2 separate regions of the Anas platyrhynchos genome follow, and region 2 is linked to region 1. Evidence: chromatin contacts called from public Hi-C data. All regions are on one chromosome and are shown on one strand. Each heading gives the region's core, a stretch centred on a gene start, on an enhancer-like site or on the middle of the called end of the contact. The rest is flanking DNA. Distances are from core to core; before and after follow the strand shown.

Region 1 (4,894 bases), core at 1,299-3,798:
GTGTGTTGTCCTGGGGCTGGGTTGAGGAGATGTTGTCTTGATGGTGGGATGAAGGAGATCACGGCCAGCACCACGAAATCCCACTCAGTATGACACAAGATGCGCCAGACACCCATCCCCACACGAGGTGCCTCCCAGGTGTCCTTCCAGGGGCAAAGAAACTATGTGGTCTGCAGGACCACTCAACACACATTCACTCCTTGCTGAGGCTCTCATTTCCAAAGCACTGAACTGTGCCTGAACGGGAGCAGCTCCTGGTGGCTCCTCATGTGGCCCATGCCAGCAGAGCCTGGGGGAAAGGAGAGGATCCCACCGCATCCCCCAGCCTCCGGGGTCCCGTCTGCCTCCTGCACATGTGGATGCTGACAGCTCCAGTACACCTCTATCTGCACTGCTGAACATGTAACCAGCAGGAAGTGTATTTATCTGGAGATGACTGCAGAATTATTTTCAGGGAAGTTATAAGCTGCTCAGCACAGCTGCAGACAGGGAAAAAAAGCTGCTGGTGCCGTGTGGTGGACCAGAGGAGCAGTTGAAGCCTTGGCTGCAAGCTCTCAGTTGGCTGACTGCCCTTGACAACACTTACAGGGGACTGCTTTCTGTGTGGGGAGGACAAATTTGTCTCCAAACAAAGAGCAGTGTTTTCACTCCACAAGAAAATTTGGCTTTTTTTAAAATATTTTTATTGGAATGCTTAAAAATTTCACATTGAAGTCAATGAACCACAGCAAAGAAATATTACAGCTTACAGCAATCGAATCAGACGATTTACAATGATGCAGCCAAACAGGAGGTGTGCGGTTCTTTTTGCAACACTATTTGAAGTCCAGTCCCTTGGGAAACCTTAGGATACACCACCTTCTAAATCCAGCTCCCTGATTATGGTTTATTTTTGAGGAAATATCCTTCAGACTCTTCGTGCTAAAAGGAGGTTGTGACATCAGTGTCAGTGGTGGTGAAGGATGGTAGGGATTCTCCACTCAGCTGCTCCAAGTAATTATGCAATTCCTTAACCTCGCAGAAAAAGCAGGCACATCAACTCCAGTGAGTACCCACCCACCATTCTGGTTTAATTAACATCTTACAGCAGGAGCGTAGCAGGCTACTCGGCTTCTGACATACAGAAGCGGTGATATGTACCTGGTAATTTTAGCAGCAAAGTGATGTAGTTGTGTTTGTATCTTCCTCTTCATCTGCAAAGCTCTGAATTGGGGTCAGAGCACCTTGTCTGACTGTCTTGAGAAAAGAAAACTGACTTCAGTAGGTGGAGGGGCCCTGCCCAATCTCTAGGAAAATGCAATTGTTCTTGGATTGCACACACGAGTAAATTTTTTCCTCTTTTTCAGCCTTCCATGCTTTGTCTTGCAGTGAGACCAAGAAAAAAACCAACACAGTAATGCACTTGTTCTTGGGCACAGTATTGGCTTTATCACTGTGCTTGGTTTGGATATAGAAGCATGTTTCTGGTTTTACCACTGACCTAGAAATGTCCTGGAAACAAAAAGTTCCGTTCCCAACTGAAATTGCAAAGTAGAGCACCAAAGAAACTGAAGAGCAGATGTGGTTCAAGTACAAGTTTATCGTGTTTTACATAGAATGAGGGAAAGCAAAATCCATGCGTGATTTTTTTTTTTTTTTCCAAGGCAGTGCATGTGATTGTCCTTCTCTTGGGATGAGTTTCTTTGTTTTCTGAGAACAAAGGCTGAAACTGAAAGAGTCATTTTGGGTACTTCCTATAATCCGCATGCTCAGACATGCCAAAAGCCCCATCAATAAGCACACACCATAACGGCGCTCAGAGCTGGGGAAGTAGCAATATCCCTCTTCTTAAAAATAGGGAACTTGGACAAATTGCTGGAGGAAGTCAGATGGAAAGATGGTATCTGTGTTAGACTGTCTTGAGAGCAAATCCTCTCCCGTGCTTCCTCTGTAGCCCCTTGGATGGTGAGAAACTGGGTTGGGCTGGAGCACCCTAAGGGCTGTGCCATTTCAGGTAACGTGCGTGCTGTTTGTTGGCCAACTTTGTCACAACCGTTTGGCGGCTTTTTTACAAGTGTCCCCATTTTGTGGCAGAGCTGACAGTTTGGTTTTTCGTTTTGGCAGGTGGTTGAAGTGAGAGAGTGTTATTTCTAAAGGGTGCTGGCCAGCAGGTCTCCGTCAGGTAGTTCTTTCTGCAGCCACGGCTGGGTGCTGGTGATCAAGCGCGGCGTCGACAGGCGGCCACGTCCTTTGGGAGAGGATACAAACGTGCCCTAGTGCTACGAATTGGCAAGTGTGGCAGGGCTGGGGGTTGTTTTGCTTCAGCACGAGCAGAACAACCTTCATGAAGGTCTAAATGTGACCAGGTACCTTTACTCTGGAAGCTGTTGGTAAGGTAGTGCAGAGGCGAGGAGGGACTCTGGTACCTCAGCTCTGAGATCTGCTCCCCTCTCCAGCCTCCTGCAGTTCTTTCTCCAGCTGTTTTTGCAATCTTTTAGATCGGGCTGCTGAGGACACGTCTTGCTGACATACTGTTTGCCTGGGGAAGCTGGATGAGTTCATGTTCAGTTCACGTCCAGTTTGTTGTGTTTTGCATTTAATCAGCGCTGACAGGGGTGCAGGCAGCACGTTTGGACAGAGCAGAGGAACAGCTCCCGAGGACACAGCCCTGGAGGAAGAAAGAAAGAAAAGAAGCAAGTAAAGGATTTAAGAAAATCTGTGCCAAAGTACAGCAAAATTAGCAGCTGGCTTTGTCCGAGCAGCCAGGAGCTCTTTTGCAGAGGCAATGGTTCTGGAAAGATCTGGCATATGAACTATGGAAAGGGATTGCATTTGCTATTATGTTGGGGTTTTTTGTTTGATTATTGTTATTTTTTTTAATTAATTTATTTTTTTCTCCCTTGGAGTGGAATTCAGATAACTGTGTTTTGCCACAAAGGGCTGGAAAAAGGGAAATCAAAATGATGCAAATGTCCATACACATGAGGGCATGAAAACCTAGCCTTCCAGCCTGGCCTTGGCACTGGCTCACAGTATTGTCCTCGGCAGCTCACCAAACCTCTGTGTGCTTCCACCTCTTTGTATAAAACCATTAGGATGCCTGTGTGCTGGGGCAAGTGTTGTGTGGGCTTTACAAATTTCCAGTTATTTGAATTTGAGATCCTCTTTGGGGAAATGCGGAGAGTTTTTTATTCCCTGCTCCTGAAGTGTTAAGAGAAATTACACAAAAAAAAAAAAATAATAATTGTGGAGGAGAGCAAGTTTAACAGGGAATGCCTGCAGCACCCTTCCACCCTGTGCCATTCAGATGTTTGTAACAAAACCCTCCAGAGGAGTGAGGGAATGCAACCTGCAGCCAAAACGTGAGGAGTTGCTCCGAGGTTGTGCTGCTGAGGGCTGAGCTCTGTGCCCAGCGCACTCTGCTGAGCTGGGCAAACCCAGGCGGGTGTTTCTGAACTACAAGACTGTGTTTCCTCCTGCATCACCTTGTATTTTGCATTTGTCACCATCTTCCACGTGCTGTCTTCCCTCTCTCTTCTTTGGCACCAGGGTCCTTTCCTCCAGACCCAGCTCTCCAGCCCCTGACGAGCTGGCAGTGTTTCCCCCGTGTCAGCCGCAGCAAGGCTCTGAAACCATCCCCGCTGCTTAGCCACTTGCCATTCCGGAGGGCAGCCACCAGCCATCAGAGCCCTAGCAGCATCTCTGCCTCGTGTGAAGCAAATCTCACGTTTTTACGACTTATCAGCTGGGCAGAACCTGCAGCCTGTCTGACTCCTGTCAGCCCCGTGTTGTGAGGGCTGGGATCCCTGTCCAGCTCTGTCTCGTTCAGGCGCTATCGGGCACGTAGCGGTTTTGCTGATACAACCCTGGCAGGTAGTGGCCTTCCCTGCAAAGCTGGGAATTAATTTGTGCTGCAGCGGTGATGAGAGCAGCTCAGGCTGTGCCTCGTGTGGATGCTGCTGCCCTGGGCTCTTCTGGTGGCTTTCTTGGCCGGCTTCCCCTTGCTTAGGTGTTGGGTCTTAGCTGTCAGTGGGCGCTTCTTTCTAACACTGCGAGTGCCCTCCGAGGGATTGGGCATGGCTTTTTGGTAGAAAAGTCCCAGCTGGAGTTGGGACGGGATCGAATTGTTAGACTGAATCCGCCAGCCTTTGGGGAGGATACACCCCAAGCCTGAAGGACAGACGGCTGGAGCACAGTAAGAGCTTTGCCCCTGTAATTCTCCTGATGTCTCTGGTGTCGGTGCTTTGGTTCCTGGGCTGGTGTACGTGTGCTGCTGTGAGTGGGTCTCGGTGCTGTGCCCATGCGGAGCATTTGTCCTGTGCTGGAGGGACGGGAGGGCAGCAGTGTGATACCACGTTTTAAAAGAAAGTCCTGTTGCAACACATGACCCAAATAAAATACAGAGACAAAGGAGAGGCCGCAGACAGCTGTAAGTATTTCCACCCCTTACATCTGCAGCACGTTATCAGCCCACTGGCAGTCCTGCACGCCAGCAGCTGATGTGAGCTCGGATTTATGACGCTGTAGTTAGCATTCAGCATTACTGATGGCACGGGCTTTGCCATTGCACTTATTTACACCAGATGTTGACAGCTTTGCCTCACAGTCAGCAAAGGTCTCTCTGAGGAGCTGGAAAAGGTATTTGGCTTGGGATTTCATCAGTCCAGACAGAATAAACTGGTATCTTGACTTAGCAGCAAAGGCACGTTTAGCTAGATGGGCAATTTCTCTTCAGTTAGCATCTTTAGCCCTTGTCTGTGTTACTCTTTTCTTTCTGTCATTTCTGATTGTTAAATGTACTTGTGTGTGTGTGGACTTTTTTTTTCTCTAGGTTTCTTATGGCATGGAACCATTTTATATCATTTGTACCTGTAGAGTGAGTGTTGAGGAGTTGGCTGAGTGGTTTTTGTGCATC
Region 2 (4,894 bases), core at 1,650-4,149, 240 kb before region 1:
AGAGCTTTCTGACAGCACAAGCGAATCTTTATTTCTCCACACTGTGAGGATTAAAATGGCTATGTAGACACAAGCATTAGGGCATTAAGTTGTTTGTTGTACCAGCAGGTTGGTCTCCCACCTGCCCAGAACGAGGCCTTTGGTCAAGTTTTGGAGGACTGGTGCTTCAGTGTAATGCTGAGAACGCATAGCAAATCTCTGAATGACCCAAGTCCTTCCCAGCCATGGTTTGACTGACTCCCTTTGACTGCAAGTTGTAATTGAATGACTCTTACGGTTTACTCTTCTGTCTTTCAGATGCAGATGATAGAAGCTCTTCACACTGGATCAAGCATCTGCCTACTTCAGTTAATCTTGTCTGAAGCTCTTTAAACTTTTTCTATGCAAGTAACTTATTTTTGTGTATAATCTCTTATGGATTTAATAAACTGTCAGCCTTTCTAAGCCAACTTTGTTTATATATTTAGAATAAGAGCTGTAATACAATCATAGAATCATTAAGGTTGGAAAAGACCTTCAAGATGATCTGGTCCAACTGTCACCCTACTATGAAAAACACTTGGAGGAAACTGGGGGGTGGTTTTAGAAAAACTAAAATTAGGGTTAAACTGCTTGTTTTGCTTAGGTTGTGCAAGGCTAAACTGAGTCTCATAAGGTGAAAGACTGAAATACATGTGAATGTCATAGCTCTCAATCCTTTTGGAAATGATCTGGCACAATGCTGCATTGTGCTTGACAACAACATATCAATGTGAAGTCAGTTTTCTATGGTGTCTCTTGGTTTCTGAATGTTGTTGGAAGTACTGATTTATAAAGCCATACCCTGTCCTTTTAGGCCCTCCCTAAGCAATTCACTGTAGGGATAGTGCTCACAGAGGCACGCACAGCGTAATTCTTCATAATTTATTGCCCCCAAGGTAGAAATCTAGACTTGTATTTGTATTTTCTTGCAGTTGGGGCAAAAAGGAAAACAGAAGCTATTAACTGTTCCTTGTCCCACATAATAAGGCCAAAATACAGCACTGTCAAAGGAGCCTACTCTTGCTCCCTTCCTGAAAGGTTTAAACAACACATTTTTGTTATGTCTGTTGTCTTCACCAGCAATCTTACCTGAAGGCTCAGCTCTTTGAACTGCATGAACATCCAGCTGCTTAGTTTGGGGCCCAAAGTACTGTAGCTTGAGGAAATAGAAGTGTGCTGTTAATGAACAATGCTAATTCCCCAGCTGTGATCTAAGTAGACCTCTCATCCAACTAATTGTGAGAAAAATGCCAAAGCTTACTGATGATGTCAGGGGGCCAAGACCTCAATTTCATGTGTCATTGGAACCATTCCTCTGCATGCTGGGGCTGGTAGGCTGGAGTATTGGTTTAGGACTAATGGATGGGTAATTGCAGTCTATTGAATCACCTGCAGTTGAGTTCCCAACCCCATTTTCTTGAGGTGGGAGGAATAGCAGTTTGTGTAGCTGAGAATGCTGTGTTCCTTGACCTGCCTGGAAAAAATAATCTTTGATAATACCGCAAGAGATGTGAGCAAGATTGCAGTTAACGCGTGTGGTTTATACAACCTTGGGGCTTACTGCAATTGTGCAAATGGTGTGTGCTTCTTGTCTCTATTTGAAGAGGCTTAATTCTTAGGTTACAAATGCTCCCTGAAGAAATGCAGATTTATGGTCCTTTACAGGAATAACACAAATGGCCAGCATATTGACTTGTAGGTCTTTTATCAGAAAGGGGAAAGATAATAAAATTTCTAGCAAATGCAGAACAAAAAAATGTGCGCTACTCATTGTCTAATGTGATTTTTTTTTCTCATCCACTGACATGTTTTTTGGAGAATGGTTAAAGCTATGTGGAAGGTCATAGCTGGCCAAAATGAATGTCTAAAGCTGTCAGGTACAAATTACAGCTGCTAGTTCTGTTTAACCTTGTTTTATGCAATCCTGTGGTCTAAATAGTGATTTGGTAGTATTTGTAATACTGTGTTTAACCACAGGGTGTCACAATAGGATGTGTAATAAAACAATTGTTATTCTAGGTACCATAAATAGAAAACATGCTTTCCCCATTCACATTGTAACAAAAGCCTAAATTATGGCTCTAATTTTAGATACCACCACCTAGTGATTATCTTGTGTGCTCTAGTGCTGTAACTCATCCCTAAGACAGCACTAGTTATGGGACTTTTATAATTTTTCTGTATAATATACAACTGGACATGTTTCCAAACTCTGCTGTGTACCCTGCTGTGGGAAGAGTTTGCAGGGGGAGCAGCAGCGGTCCTGACAGTACTGCGATGGGTACCCCATAGTGTGGGGAGCAGGTAGGTGGAAGCAGCAATGGTTGTGACCCCAGTCTGGTCAGGAGAAAGAGGTATAAAGGTTTACCTCTTCACGTGGGTATGTGTAATATATTGAGTTACTGCTGCCAAAACCGGCACCTCAGCTACTGGGGTCAAAGCAGTTGGAAGCTGAAAACCCTGTGTCAGGCTGTCACTTAAAAATGCTCCAGTGACTCATTTGTTTTCAGTAAATATTCCTGCCTTTAAATCACTGGGGAGATGTTTGTGCACAAGGTAAGTATTTATAGCAAATGGAAGCCGGTACATTTCCAGGAACCCATGTGCTTGGCGCTGTTTGTCACCCACCCACACCTCAGCAGCTGCCTGCTCCCTGCCCTCAGAGCCCCGCAGGGCTGCTCCAGCCGCACAGCACTTATGATCTGCTGACTGAAGTGGGTGATACTGGTCCCTGGGGAGCCGAAAGCCCCTGTGCTAGCCCGTGAGGGGGTGGCAGCGCTGGGTTGTGTGGGGGACACCGGGGGTGGTAGGGCCGGGGCGGGAGGGCTGCGCGGGGCCTGCAGGCCTCGGTGGGCCCCGGGCCCGGCGGCCGTCACCCTGGCAACGGTCACCATGGCAACGGTGGGCGGGGCGAGCGCTGAGGCCTCGGCGCGCGGAGCTGACGTCACACAAAAAAGCCGGCCGGGCCCGCCCTCAGCACGCTCCCTCCGAGAGGGCGCTCAACACCACACCTCGCCTTCCTATTGGCTAGCTAAGGGATTGGCAGCTCCGAGCGCCAACCGGTTGCGCCCGCTGCCTTTGCTACAGCCAATAGCAGGGAGGGGGCGGGCTGCGGCGGGGAGCGTGAGTGTGAGGTGCGTGAGGGGGCCGCGTGCACCCCGCTCGCGCGTGGCCGCTGAGGGGCGGCCGGGCCGGGGGGGGCTGAGGGGGAGCCGTTGGGATCCATTGGGATCCATTGGGATCCGTTGGGATCTCCACGCCCTCGTGCCGGTGTAAAAGGCAGAGTAACGGCCGCCGGCAGGCAGAGCCGGGGCCGCGTGGCTGTGCCGGCTTCGGGAGCGGGCGGCCCCGAGGCTGGGGGGTCCCGGCGTGAGCGCAACCGGAGCGAGATCCTGAGGAGAACGGGGAAAGTCAGCCGGACTGGTCCAGGTTCGGTGCCAGCAGTGTTTTCAGTTAGGCAGTCAGATGTACCTCTTGAGATGCTGTGGTTATAGGGTGGCCTGTCAGTATATGCTTCTCTGGCATTTATAATAAATTAAAGTTATTTAAAATAAATAAAAGGATTCTAATTGCACTTTTCTAGTGGCATTTAAAATAATCAATTAAATAAAAAGGGTTCTAATTGCACTCTGGCAGCTTCTAATTGCATAGCGTTCTGTTCCAGAATGGCAAAAAAGAACACGCAAAGCAAAGAAATGAAGGAGGAAAAAAGGAAAAAGCTAAAGCAGCGCGTGGCCCCCAAGGGAGAGCTGGAGTCAGAAAGTGAGCCAAAGAAAATGAAAGAGAGCCTGCAGGTAGGTCATCCCGGCTTCAGCTGTTTAATTCAATAAAACAGTTACCTGTGCCGCTACCTGTGGCGTTCAGCACCGACCCTGAACGTACCACGAGATTCCGTGCAGTGATTCCTCGGATATGATCTACCTAGAGTGAAAATGAAAAGATAAACTCAGTCAAAATCTTGAGGTCTGTGTGATTTCTGAGTGTGGTTGTAGCACTCAGAGTACGCGGTCTCTGTTCTGAATGGTTCTGTGAAAGGCAGAGGCTGGGTGGGAGCATGTGAGTGAAAGGGAAACCAAATGCCTTTAAGCAACTGTCATATGGGAGTATAGGCGTAGCCTAAGTCTTCATGTGATTCTGAGGGGTTGGAAGCACATGAAAGATTTCATGGAAATCCTGTTGATTTTTGGTCAGAATGTCAAGTGGCCAGAAGGTGTCAGCAGTCTCTGTATTACGGAATATTTGATAAATTAATGAGAATGAAATTAATGATATTGAGATACTGTTTAAGTGGAAACTTAAAAGTAAAAGCCTTTTTTTCCCTGAAGAAAACAATACAAAAGCAGGGCAACGTACCTGTGGTCTTCTGAGTAAGTTAATGCAAAACATGGATCAAAGCATCAAGTGTTTGGATAATATAGAGAACTGGAGCGTGAAAGGCAAAACTATTTTCCTTAGGAACTGTAAGAGTGACTTTAAGTCATGGTCTTAAAAGCATTCCTTATTTACTAACCTAACATAAAATAAATGTAAAAGGTACGTATTACTCATTTATCATGAGATGCATAGTTCAGTGAAGATCGTAGCTAAGAAGTAGTACTTCTTATTTTACTGTTACACTTTATTGAAGTTTATTGGTAAGAATACTTGATTTTTTTTCTGAGAGCTTTTGTGTTCATGTAAAAGTGTCTCTAGCTATTACATTTGGAGTTTGTGAGACAGTGTAAGAAAAGCAGACGTATTGGCAGTGGCTATTTGGAGTCTATAAATTCTTGCTGTTTAGATCTCAGCAGAAAGGTGCTTAATTAAATCGGGGAAGAGTACATCTTTGTCTACATCAAAGCAAAAATGGAAATTCTTGTATTTATAGCTTAGT

What was found. A called contact is a pair of places that touch in the nucleus more often than the background predicts.
Region 2: a Hi-C map of skeletal muscle shows a contact between it and region 1, with 6 times the contacts expected there. The contact joins the promoter of CHLSN here to the enhancer-like site in region 1. A contact is called at or near these places in 3 of 8 Hi-C or Micro-C datasets (liver, skeletal muscle and subcutaneous adipose tissue).

Annotation. Positions count from the first base shown.
Region 1 is chr15:14,128,040-14,132,933 of IASCAAS_PekinDuck_T2T, reverse strand. The region is part of intron 4 of ADAP1 (ArfGAP with dual PH domains 1); the gene reads left to right. Among named protein-coding and RNA genes, the nearest start is that of GET4, 27 kb to the right of the region's middle. Within about 2 kb of position 2,548, at least 1 of the 8 cell types and tissues checked has an H3K27ac peak or open chromatin away from gene starts, as enhancers often do. A contact at or near this core is called in subcutaneous adipose tissue, where this site is marked.
Region 2 is chr15:14,367,950-14,372,843 of IASCAAS_PekinDuck_T2T, reverse strand. It overlaps CHLSN (cholesin), which reads left to right and starts at 2,899. Exons shown (of 5, transcript XM_027468889.3): 1 at 2,899-3,155; 2 at 3,686-3,815. The coding sequence starts at 2,914. It overlaps ZFAND2A (zinc finger AN1-type containing 2A), which reads left to right. Exons shown (of 7, transcript XR_003500642.3): 7 at 298-449.